Regions from separate parts of the Rattus norvegicus genome. Here region 1 is linked to region 2. Evidence: chromatin contacts called from public Hi-C data. All regions are on one chromosome and are shown on one strand. The core of a region is the stretch at or near the end of the contact, and the rest is flanking DNA. Distances in the headings are between cores, read along the strand shown.

What was found. A called contact is a pair of places that touch in the nucleus more often than the background predicts.
Region 1: a Hi-C map of frontal cortex shows a contact between it and region 2, with 2.5 times the contacts expected there. The contact joins two enhancer-like sites. A contact is called at or near these places in 3 of 12 Hi-C or Micro-C datasets (the A7r5 cell line, Schwann cells and frontal cortex).

Annotation. Positions count from the first base shown.
Region 1 is chr1:230,353,562-230,358,410 of GRCr8, reverse strand. All of the region lies in intron 6 of Mamdc2 (MAM domain containing 2), which reads left to right. All of the region lies in intron 1 of LOC120100003 (40S ribosomal protein S12-like), which reads right to left. Among named protein-coding and RNA genes, the nearest start is that of Rnu6-806, 73 kb to the right of the region's middle. Within about 2 kb of position 2,875, at least 20 of the 93 cell types and tissues checked have an H3K27ac peak or open chromatin away from gene starts, as enhancers often do.
Region 2 is chr1:230,286,668-230,291,275 of GRCr8, reverse strand. The region is part of intron 1 of LOC120100003 (40S ribosomal protein S12-like); the gene reads right to left. It overlaps Mamdc2 (MAM domain containing 2), which reads left to right. Exons shown (of 14, transcript XM_039101390.2): 14 at 1-794. Among named protein-coding and RNA genes, the nearest start is that of Rnu6-806, 6.1 kb to the right of the region's middle. Within about 2 kb of position 3,310, at least 16 of the 93 cell types and tissues checked have an H3K27ac peak or open chromatin away from gene starts, as enhancers often do.

The DNA of each region.
Region 1 (4,849 bases), core at 1,626-4,125, 68 kb before region 2:
GAGGTCACTCCACTGTACATTCTTACCACCCTCAGTCCTGACTTTGAAGATAGGTATACATTGACTTTATTTTTTATTTTCAATTTAGAAAAAAACATTGTACCTAGGAACTGAACAAATCTTTTATCCCAGTACTTAGGAAACAGAGGCAGGCAGAGCTCAGTGAGATCAAGGAAACCCAGTCCACAGAGAAAGTCCCAGAACAGTAAGGGCTTCATAGAGAAACACCATTTCAAAAAATAAAAACAAAACAAAAAACGTTGCGCCAAGGAATGTAATAAAATGTGATGTTTTGATTCATGTAGACAATGGATGACAAATCATAATAGCTACCACGTGTATCACCTCAAATTTATTATTTGTTGGTATTGGCAGCATTTAAAATCCTTCTAAGTATTATGAAATGTACAATATAACATTATCAATTATAGTTGGCCTACTGTGCATTAAGAACCAAACTGTACTATTTTAGCATAATTGTAGTTTTGTATCTACAGACCAATATCCCCCTTTCCCTCCTGCTCCTGAAGCACTGGCTGCTATTACAATCTTTTAGAGGGAGGGAGCTGGAGTGATCACATGACTCTAGGCCAGACTAGGGCAATTGATCTCTTGGAGCTGTAACTACAAGCATATTCTTCTGGAGCACCTGGCCTGTTATGTGGGTGCTGGGATCCAAACCGTAGTCCTCCTGATTGTGGAGCAAGCACTCTTAGCTAGCGAGGCATCTCTCCAACCCTTTAATGCTTTCCTTCCCTCTCTTTCCGCTTCTCAGTTGCCTCATTTCCTTCCCTTCTGTATCCCTTTCTTTCCACTCTTATTATCGTCATTTCTATCAAAATTATTGTTCTGAGGATAAGTGTGGAAGTCAGTTCTACCAGCTGAAATTCCCGGTGCATGTCCCCTCTGATCTTGTGCTATAGCCACGGAGGGTTCAAAAGGGGAGCTCGGAGTCAAGATGACTCCTTCCAGGATCTCCACCCAGAATCCCTAATCATCCGGGATCCTTTGGCTTCTCCCAGATGGAAATCTGGGTAGGCAAAGATCAGCTTTAGTTTCCCTCTGGTTTGTGCAGCAGTGATGGGTAGCAGAGGTAGGTGGGGCACCAGCAACAACAGCAGAAGGAAGCAGCCTACAATTCTTGTGCCTACCTCTAGTATCCTGACCCTGAGCCCTATAAATGTTACCCTTGCCTGTAGATCAAGGAAGTCACTGTCCTCAGCCATTCGTACCAGCCAGTGTTGTAGCTGAGACCCAGTGTCCCAGACCTTTGGTCTCAAAGACTTGCCAGGTCTCTGCATGTTCTCTTCTGTGGACTGTGACATTTTATCCCTCTTCACTCTTGGCTTTCTGCCTTCTTGCCCCAACCCCAGACTCCCCCATATCTCTATTTTTGCAGCCCTTTTCTTGCTGCTGGCCACTCTCCAGCTGCTTAAATGCTGATTCTCCAGCTGCCAGGAGCCAGCTGCCTTCCCCCTTTACAGCTCAACCTCCTTACTGGTCACCAGTTATGGTTTAAAAACCATCACCACCACTCCGCTGTCTGCCGCGTCTTTCTTCATGTTACTCACTCAATAAAAGAAGTGACTGGAGAACAGCTTTTTTATTGGGTCTACAGCAGGAAGGGAGGTCTCACAGCAGAAAGTCTCCAAACCGATTCCCTAAGTGAGCCTGGGCGACCTGTTTATGGCTGGGGAAGCCCTGTCTCTTGGCACCAACCACAGCCTTGCCTCTTTACCACCAGTCACAGAAGCCACCAAGGGAGATGCACCTCAGTAGAAATGGCTGTAAGGTCATCTAGAATTCCCTGAGACACGAGAAAGCAAAAAGTCTGGTACAAACTGTCCAACAGCCCCGGATGAAGCTGTGCCTTCAAAAGACAGGACAATCTTCTGTGATCACGATGTAGTTTTCTCCTCCGGGCGTTCAAGCCAGCCAGCGCTGGCACAAGGGTAGTCTGGCTGGTTATTCAACTGATAGCCCTTTGGCTCTAAGAATCCAGACAGCAAGAGAAGAATCCCAGAGCTGCTAATTGGAAGATTAGATTACGGTACTCAGCACCTTTGCTTAGTTACAGGAAAACACACACCACGTCAATTTTGAAGAATTTTCTAAGCAAATAAACAAAAAAATCAAAAACAAAAAGTCCATAACTTTCTTCATTGCAACAAAAACAATGTTATAGAATCGGACATAAACTTAACATTATTTGAAACGAATCTTTGTGTTCTTATCTTACAACATTTTACCGTTATATACAGGATAAATATCCCAAGCAAAAGAATTAGAAAAGTCAAAGAAACGAAACTAAGTTTAACAACAGTGGCAAATACAACTGACTTTATGGTGTGTGTTGCTATAGACCTTTCTTTAAGCCCATATCCAAATCCATAGCTCTGGCCGTGTGTGTCTTTCAGAACTTGTAAGTATGGTCCATGCTTACTGCCCACTGAAGTACATACATAAAATCATGCTCATATCCACAGAGGACAAAGGAGAAATGTTCAAGAAGTCTGACATCTTTTTTCTAGGTCACACAGCTGAGCGACGCCAGAGAGCTTAGGGGACTTCCTAGACTAAAATCTAGTACTCAGCTGTAGGAAGAGCTTCAGTCTATCTGAGGTCCCCCCCAGGCTGCAAGCTGGGGGTGCAGCATCATAGTTGCTCTGCGTGTAAGACTGGTTTGAACATTTGCATCTAGCTATAAGGAGAGCTTAGTTGCCATGGTATTAATACCCACCACCCCGTTTCACTTCGTACTTTCTGATGTATCTTCGCCAGTTCCCTTTAAAGAACAGAAATGGCTTATTCCTCTGGCTGCTTTTCAGTGGCGCCATCTGCTAGCCTGCTGCAGAACTGGAGAAGGCTGGCTCGGTCTCCATTTCCAATGTGCTCTGTCTGCTGCTGGTGTGCCTGACACTCCTCCACCTCCTTCATATCCCTCTCAGCTCCCTAACCCCAAACAGCCCCAGAGAGAGCACGGTGCCTTTGTAGAATGTGTGCTATTTCCTGTCACAAAGTCTGGCCAGGCTTTGATTTGCTCTTACAGCCCAGTGGAAATTTTTCTCTGACTTTGGTCGCAAGAAGACAAAGAAATGCTGCCCCAGAACATATTCCTTCTATTAAAATCAAATGAGTCACATGTTAGTGCACATTCAGGCAAGCATGTGTATACACATGTGCACGCACATGCATGTACACACCCGTGTGTGTACTCATACATACACAGATGGTGTCTTCTTTATCAATTTCTTTTGTACAGCATAAACTCTTTAGGTAACATTTGCATGAATAGAGTGTTGCTGAATTTTTTTTATAAATCGGCACTGGAAACTCATCTTGCTGAGTACTATTAACCGTACCATTCATCTTTGGACCCACATGTGTGGGATTTTGCTCCACTAGTCTGAGTCTGTCATTTGGGTTGTTTGCTCTTACTAATTGCCAAGAAAAGGAATTGGCCCTGGAGCAATCAGTCAATCCAATGTCCCCACTTTCAAAAGGAAAATAAACATGGATTTTTCTGAACAGAGAACCCTGGCATATGGGCTGTGATTGCAGACCCATGTTGGAAAGGGCTTCTTAATCTCTCTGTTCAATATGAACAAAGTCTTTCCCCTTCCTCTAACAGTCCCAGTGTCTTTGTGCTGGAGGTGGGAGGAGTGTACACATCAAATTTTCCCCTTTTATAAAGACTACGAAAATATCAGGCCTTTGGAACAGAGCCCCATCCTTCTACGGTATGATGGCATCTTACCATACTCTCCAATGGGGTCACAAACTGATTTCCTAGGCATTAGGACCCTGGGTAGCAGCAGCCTCCTTTAGATAGATTTGCCTTCTGCACTCTCAAGAGTCCGCATCACAGACTTCGTGCAACTTCATGTGTTTATACCTCCCTGGCACTGGCCTGCATTTAAGTTTGAAGCCGTGGCCCGCAATGTGCCTCAGCGGCCACCTCACAGAGCATAGACTGTGCGCCTGGATTGTTTTCCTTACACAGCTTGGGCCTGTGCTGATCACACCTGATGCTTTATTGTCTCAGAGAGAAAGTTCAAAGTCAGTGGGTGGGAGACGATAAAGCAAAGCTGTCGCTGCTCCATGGTCTTCATAAATTCATTGGAACATGGCTAGAAAGGCCTAGTCACAGCGCTCGTCTCTGACTACTGTGTCCTTGCCCAGGCTCTCGTCTGGAGTGCCGTGGGGCAAGGGGCACAGACAGATTAGAGCTTAGCTTCCTGTAGATAATGGAAGAACCTAATTTATTTTCTTCACCGACTTTTTCCTGTAGGCGATGATCATGTTGTCAATCAATTCTGGAATCTGTCTGAAATGTCTTGGGCATGCTAGTTGGTACTCAAGGAATAGGGGATAGGATGCCCAGTAAATACAAATTTCAAGTGTCCTGGTCCATTATGGCTGGGTTGTTACAACAAAATACCATAACCTCAGTGTTGTATCAACATCAGAAATTCGTCTCCCAGAGTTGGGAAACTGAGAAACCCAAGATCAACATGCTAGCAGGGTCATCTTCCATGGTGTCTCCACATAGAAGAAAGCTTCTTGGGACTCCTATCATTAAACTCATGAATGAGGGCTTCACCCTCGTGGAGCTAATCACTTCCTCAAAGGGCTCACCTTCAATATCACTGAATTGAGGATTAGACGTCAGAAGATAATGTTTCAGCAGGCAAACAGAATGATTTCATTTTCATTGAAAGAGGCTGTGGGTTGAGAGGAGTACTGACCAAACACTTACATGTTGGAAAAGACTTGCATGAGTCCTTGTCACTTGGCCTCAGTTGGTTTGATCTATGTGTCACTTTTAATCATGTAAGAGCAAGGCAGT
Region 2 (4,608 bases), core at 2,061-4,560:
GCTTCCCTCTGTTCCCCCCTGCACATCTGACAACTGTTACTAGAAGTACAAGCTATTGGGTTTACAGAAACCATTTCATCTTAATGTTGGTGCCAGTTGAAATACAAATGTACTGTGTTACCGTCACTTTACAGGATAAAGGGCACAGTCAGAATGAGTGTGCTTATTAGTCTGCATTCAGTGAATGTACTGGGAGGCGAGGTCTTGGTGGTTTTCCTTTTGAGTTTCAAGAATGAAAAGTTTTCTTAATAATGCAAGGTCAGTAATGCCTGCAAAATGAATGCAGTGTTGTATGGTAACAAGTTCTTCTGGAAATGAGGTCACATTTGTATACTTGTTTCGCAGAGAGAGCGACAAGTCTTTACTATTTCACCAGAGGTAAGAGAAAGGTGTTTTCGTAGAGCCCCAGGGTAGGTCTGTACTAACTCATGCTGCCTTACAAGGCCGTGCCGCCGTCTTCCTTCTTCTCCCTTTGAATTGCCTTGGACAGTGGCCAGGAGCGCCTGGGCAGAAATGCACCTTTTCAACAAGGCAAGCTTGACTTTTTTTTTCTTAAAAATGTACATACACCCAACAATTTTTATAAATGTGTTAAGCAATTTGACTGACTTTTATCATAAATAGTTTTAGTGAAATTTTTCGTAGTACGAGTTCCACCACATTTGCTAAAGTATGGTTTTCTATTGATTTATTTAGAGAGTTTATATGTGTGCAATTGTGTGGCTAATCAGCTGTCTAAAACTTCAAAATTACCCAATAAAAGATCATTTGAAAATCCTTTCCTTAGCAATAAACTCATCACTACATTATTTATCTTTATCAGAACATAACCATTACATAATCGCAAACTCTACTTTGAAGCTCTATTCTGCCATAATTAAATGTTTTAAGCCACCAATGACATTACTACGTACTTTCACATAATAATTAATATTTAAAGATTATTTCATTTCCCGTAATAATCTCAGTTTCCCTAAAATTTATCTCTAGAACTAAACTGTAAAGACCTGACTTTTCCTTTAGCTTTTAAAATTAAATGTATTTGTTGGGGAGCAGCACACGCGTGTCATAGTGTGAGTGGTTCAGGCTTTCACTTCAGAGTCAGTTCTCTGAGTGGATTCATCCAGCAGCAAGTGGAAACGGATGCAGAGACCCACAGCCAAACAACAGGCAGAGCTTGACAAGTCTTGTGGAAGAGTCGGGGTGGGGGGAGGATGAGGTGGCCAGAGGGGTCAGGGAGACCACAGAAGACCTACAGAGTAAACTAATCTGGCCCATAGGGGCTCACAGAGACTAAACCACCAAACACAGACTATGCATGGGCTGGACCTAGGCCCTTTACATATGTGTAGCAGTTTGGCTCTTCATATGGGTCCCCTTCACAGTTAGAGCAGGGGCCTGTCTCTGGCTCTGTTGTGAGTCTTGGATGCCTTTCCCGTAGCCCGGCTGCTTTGTCTGTGGAAGAGGAGCACTTAGTCCTGCTGTGACATGATATACCAGGGTATCCATGGGGGTTGGGATTGCGCTTCCCTGAAGAGAAGAGGAAGGGGGAATAAGAGAGGAGGATGTTATGGTGGGACTGGGAGGAGAAGAGGGAAGGGGGCTGCGATCAGGCTGTAAAGTGAATAAGTAAACAAATTAATGAGGGAGGCGGAGAGGATCATTTCTCTCCTACCTACCACGTGACTGAACTTGATTTGTCAGGTTTATCTGCAAGTACCTGTATGTACTGAGCCATGTCACCAACCCAGGACACAGGATCTGTTGTTACTTTTATGTTCTTGGTGCTCAGAAACAAACCCGAACAAGTAAATGCGTTTACTCTCTCCCTCATCTGGGAAATGGAAATGTTAGTAGCATTTTTCACAGGTGTGAAAGCTGACTGTCAATACTGGGGATGTAGTTCAGTGATACAGCACTTGATGAACAGAGCAGGGCCTGGGCTTTGAACCCAGGCACCATGAAGACAGAACACAGTGAAACAGCCCAATGTGAGAAGGTGGAAAGTTACTTATGATTGCGAAGCTCTGGAGTGGTGGCAGGTAAAGGACAACTTCTTAGCTCTGCAAGGCTGTAAGTCCACCGGCCACATCTGTGAAGGGCATCAGGTCTCTCAGCATGCCACACTACTTAGAAAATAAAAATACTCACCCATACGAAATCAACATCCCTAGGTTTATAGAGGAAAAATTAAAATTATTATGTAATAAGACAGAATTTTATTAGTGAAATTTTTCCTATGGCGATTAATTAGACACAGAGGTGCGATTGGAGTTTGATATACATTAGGCATCATAAATCCCTCACAGCATCACTCCCACCTGTAACTATGTTACATTTGCCGAGTGAAGGAAGGAGCACTCTTCACCCACACATACCTGAGTGATAGTGAGGTGTTCGTGCCGGGTGATAAATGAATAAAGTATTTCTCTGGCGTCCTTGGCAGTGATATAAAGTCTTATGGAATCATTCCAGCTAACATTGTTTGAAGACCTACTGTTTCCAGAGACAGGGTAAAGATGTCTTTACAGGTATTTACTTATTTAATCCTGATGGAAACCCACGTGGCAGACCCTGGCAGAAGTTTCATCTTCTACCTGAGGCCATTAAAGTTGCTCAAGATCAGCGGTCAGTGCAAGACCCGGGTTTGAAACCCAGCTGACTGTGTTGCCCATCTTGTGTTCTAATCTTTTCTTAAACAGCCTCCTCAGTCTGCCAGCTCCTCCCTCAATCCATCAACAATATGGATTATAGACTTGCCAAAGGTTCTTAGTTTCCCTCTTCTGGATTTATTGGCTATACAAATAGTTCCAAGATGGGGCTAAGGAGATTAAGCAGATGGCTCAGTCAGCAAAATGCCGCCATGCCACCACTAAGGCCTTAGTTAGGATCCCCAGGCACCTTGTCGAAAAGTTCGATGTGGTGGCATCTTGATGAGCTCCAGGTTCAGGGAGAGACCCTGTCTGGGGAAAAACAAAAAGAGGTTAGTGGGTTGGAGAGAGGGCTCAGTGGCTTAGAGTAGAATTTTCCAGCAGCAAGGAAAGAGGTAATTATTACTGGCAGTTGCTAAGAAACGACCTGCCATTTTTAGTGTCCTTTTTAGAGTGGAGGAGGTAGAAAGTGAGCCGAGTGAGTCACCTCCCGTCGTTTCCGGTGTTTCATGCTTCACTTTCCTTTCCAGGTGGCCCTTAGCGTCCCTTTTGACTAATTCCATGTGGATGAAAATAGAGGCAGATGGTAAGCACAGCGTAGTTTCCCCAGCTTTAGCAATGCCCATCAGGAAGGCACACTAGTCTCGCTAGGTGCTACTCAAACTTTAATCCCGGTCTCTGCATTTACTCCAATTCTCGGCAGCACCTAAACACCCAAGCTCTTGGAATAGAGACAGCTTTCTCCGCAGACCGCCTTCCCTGATATGATTCACCATCTGCAGCGGAGGCTATTTATGTAGAGAAAGGAGGAATGGCGCAGAGATGGAGAAAACAGTGCTTCTGATGTGAGGGCTGGCTTAACAAGGAAGACCAGAGTTCAGAGATGCTTTCTTAAGATACCTATGCTCTGGGCATCTCAGCAAGCATGGAGGTTGCCGAGACATGCACCGATTAGTGAAGAGCCTGGGAAACAAGACAGCCAGCACAAGAAGTACGATGTGGCCATGTGCTCAGAGTCCATGGGAAAACCTAGGAGCCGCATCTGACAGTCAAGATCCATGGTGTAGCATCCCACAGGTCTGGATGCCTTACTCTTGAAGGAATAAAACTTGGGTTCCTTAAGGTCTCATCCCCTTGTTTCCTCATACAACCAGAACTGGTGGAAAGTGAGTTTTCATAACTAATAAGTTTTCTAGTACTACTGGATTCCTGGCATGTGGATCTCTATAAAGATGTAGCACATCCCAGAAATTAGGCCCCCTGCTCATGGATTCTGGCTGCCTCTATTCAAATTCTGATTTGGCTGATTACAAACTAGAACTGACAGGGAGTCTTTTTTTTACCCTCTGGCTCCTTTTCCTCCTTTGCAAAATGAGATAAAGTAGTTACTCTGAAGAATAACAAAACATAATAGATAAGACGAAGTAACACATCCCTGCTATCACAGCACTGGTAGGGCTGGAGGGAAGAGAATCAGAAATTCAAAGTCACTCTTGGCTCTGTGAAGAATTCAAGGCTGGCCCATGCTATGTAAAACTTGGTCTCTAAACAAAGGCTCCCAAAATTCTCAACAACAATGTCAGACATACAAGAATACAGATATATTTGGTTTCGGACATAAGAGTCTTCCCAGTTTATGTGATAAGGAATTAGTAAAATTCAGTTATTTTTGTGTCTCTTTCTGTATAAGGGAAGTGTGAGCTTAGAGTGCCATCTTAAGGATAAAGCAGCCATAGAATCCTGCCAGGTCACCATTCTTTTCTTTAACCAGCAGCTAGGCAGGGTCTTCTCTTCCTTCCCACAGAAGTCATTGACTGTGGTTCTCCTGAATTGTACGCAAATTCCTCAAAAGGTTTATGGTAAGTTAGACTTCTTTACAGATCCATCTTTTTAAAAATTTATCACCTAATTTAGTTTTTGTGAGCTATTTCTGGCTTATCTAAGTGTTCAAGAAAAG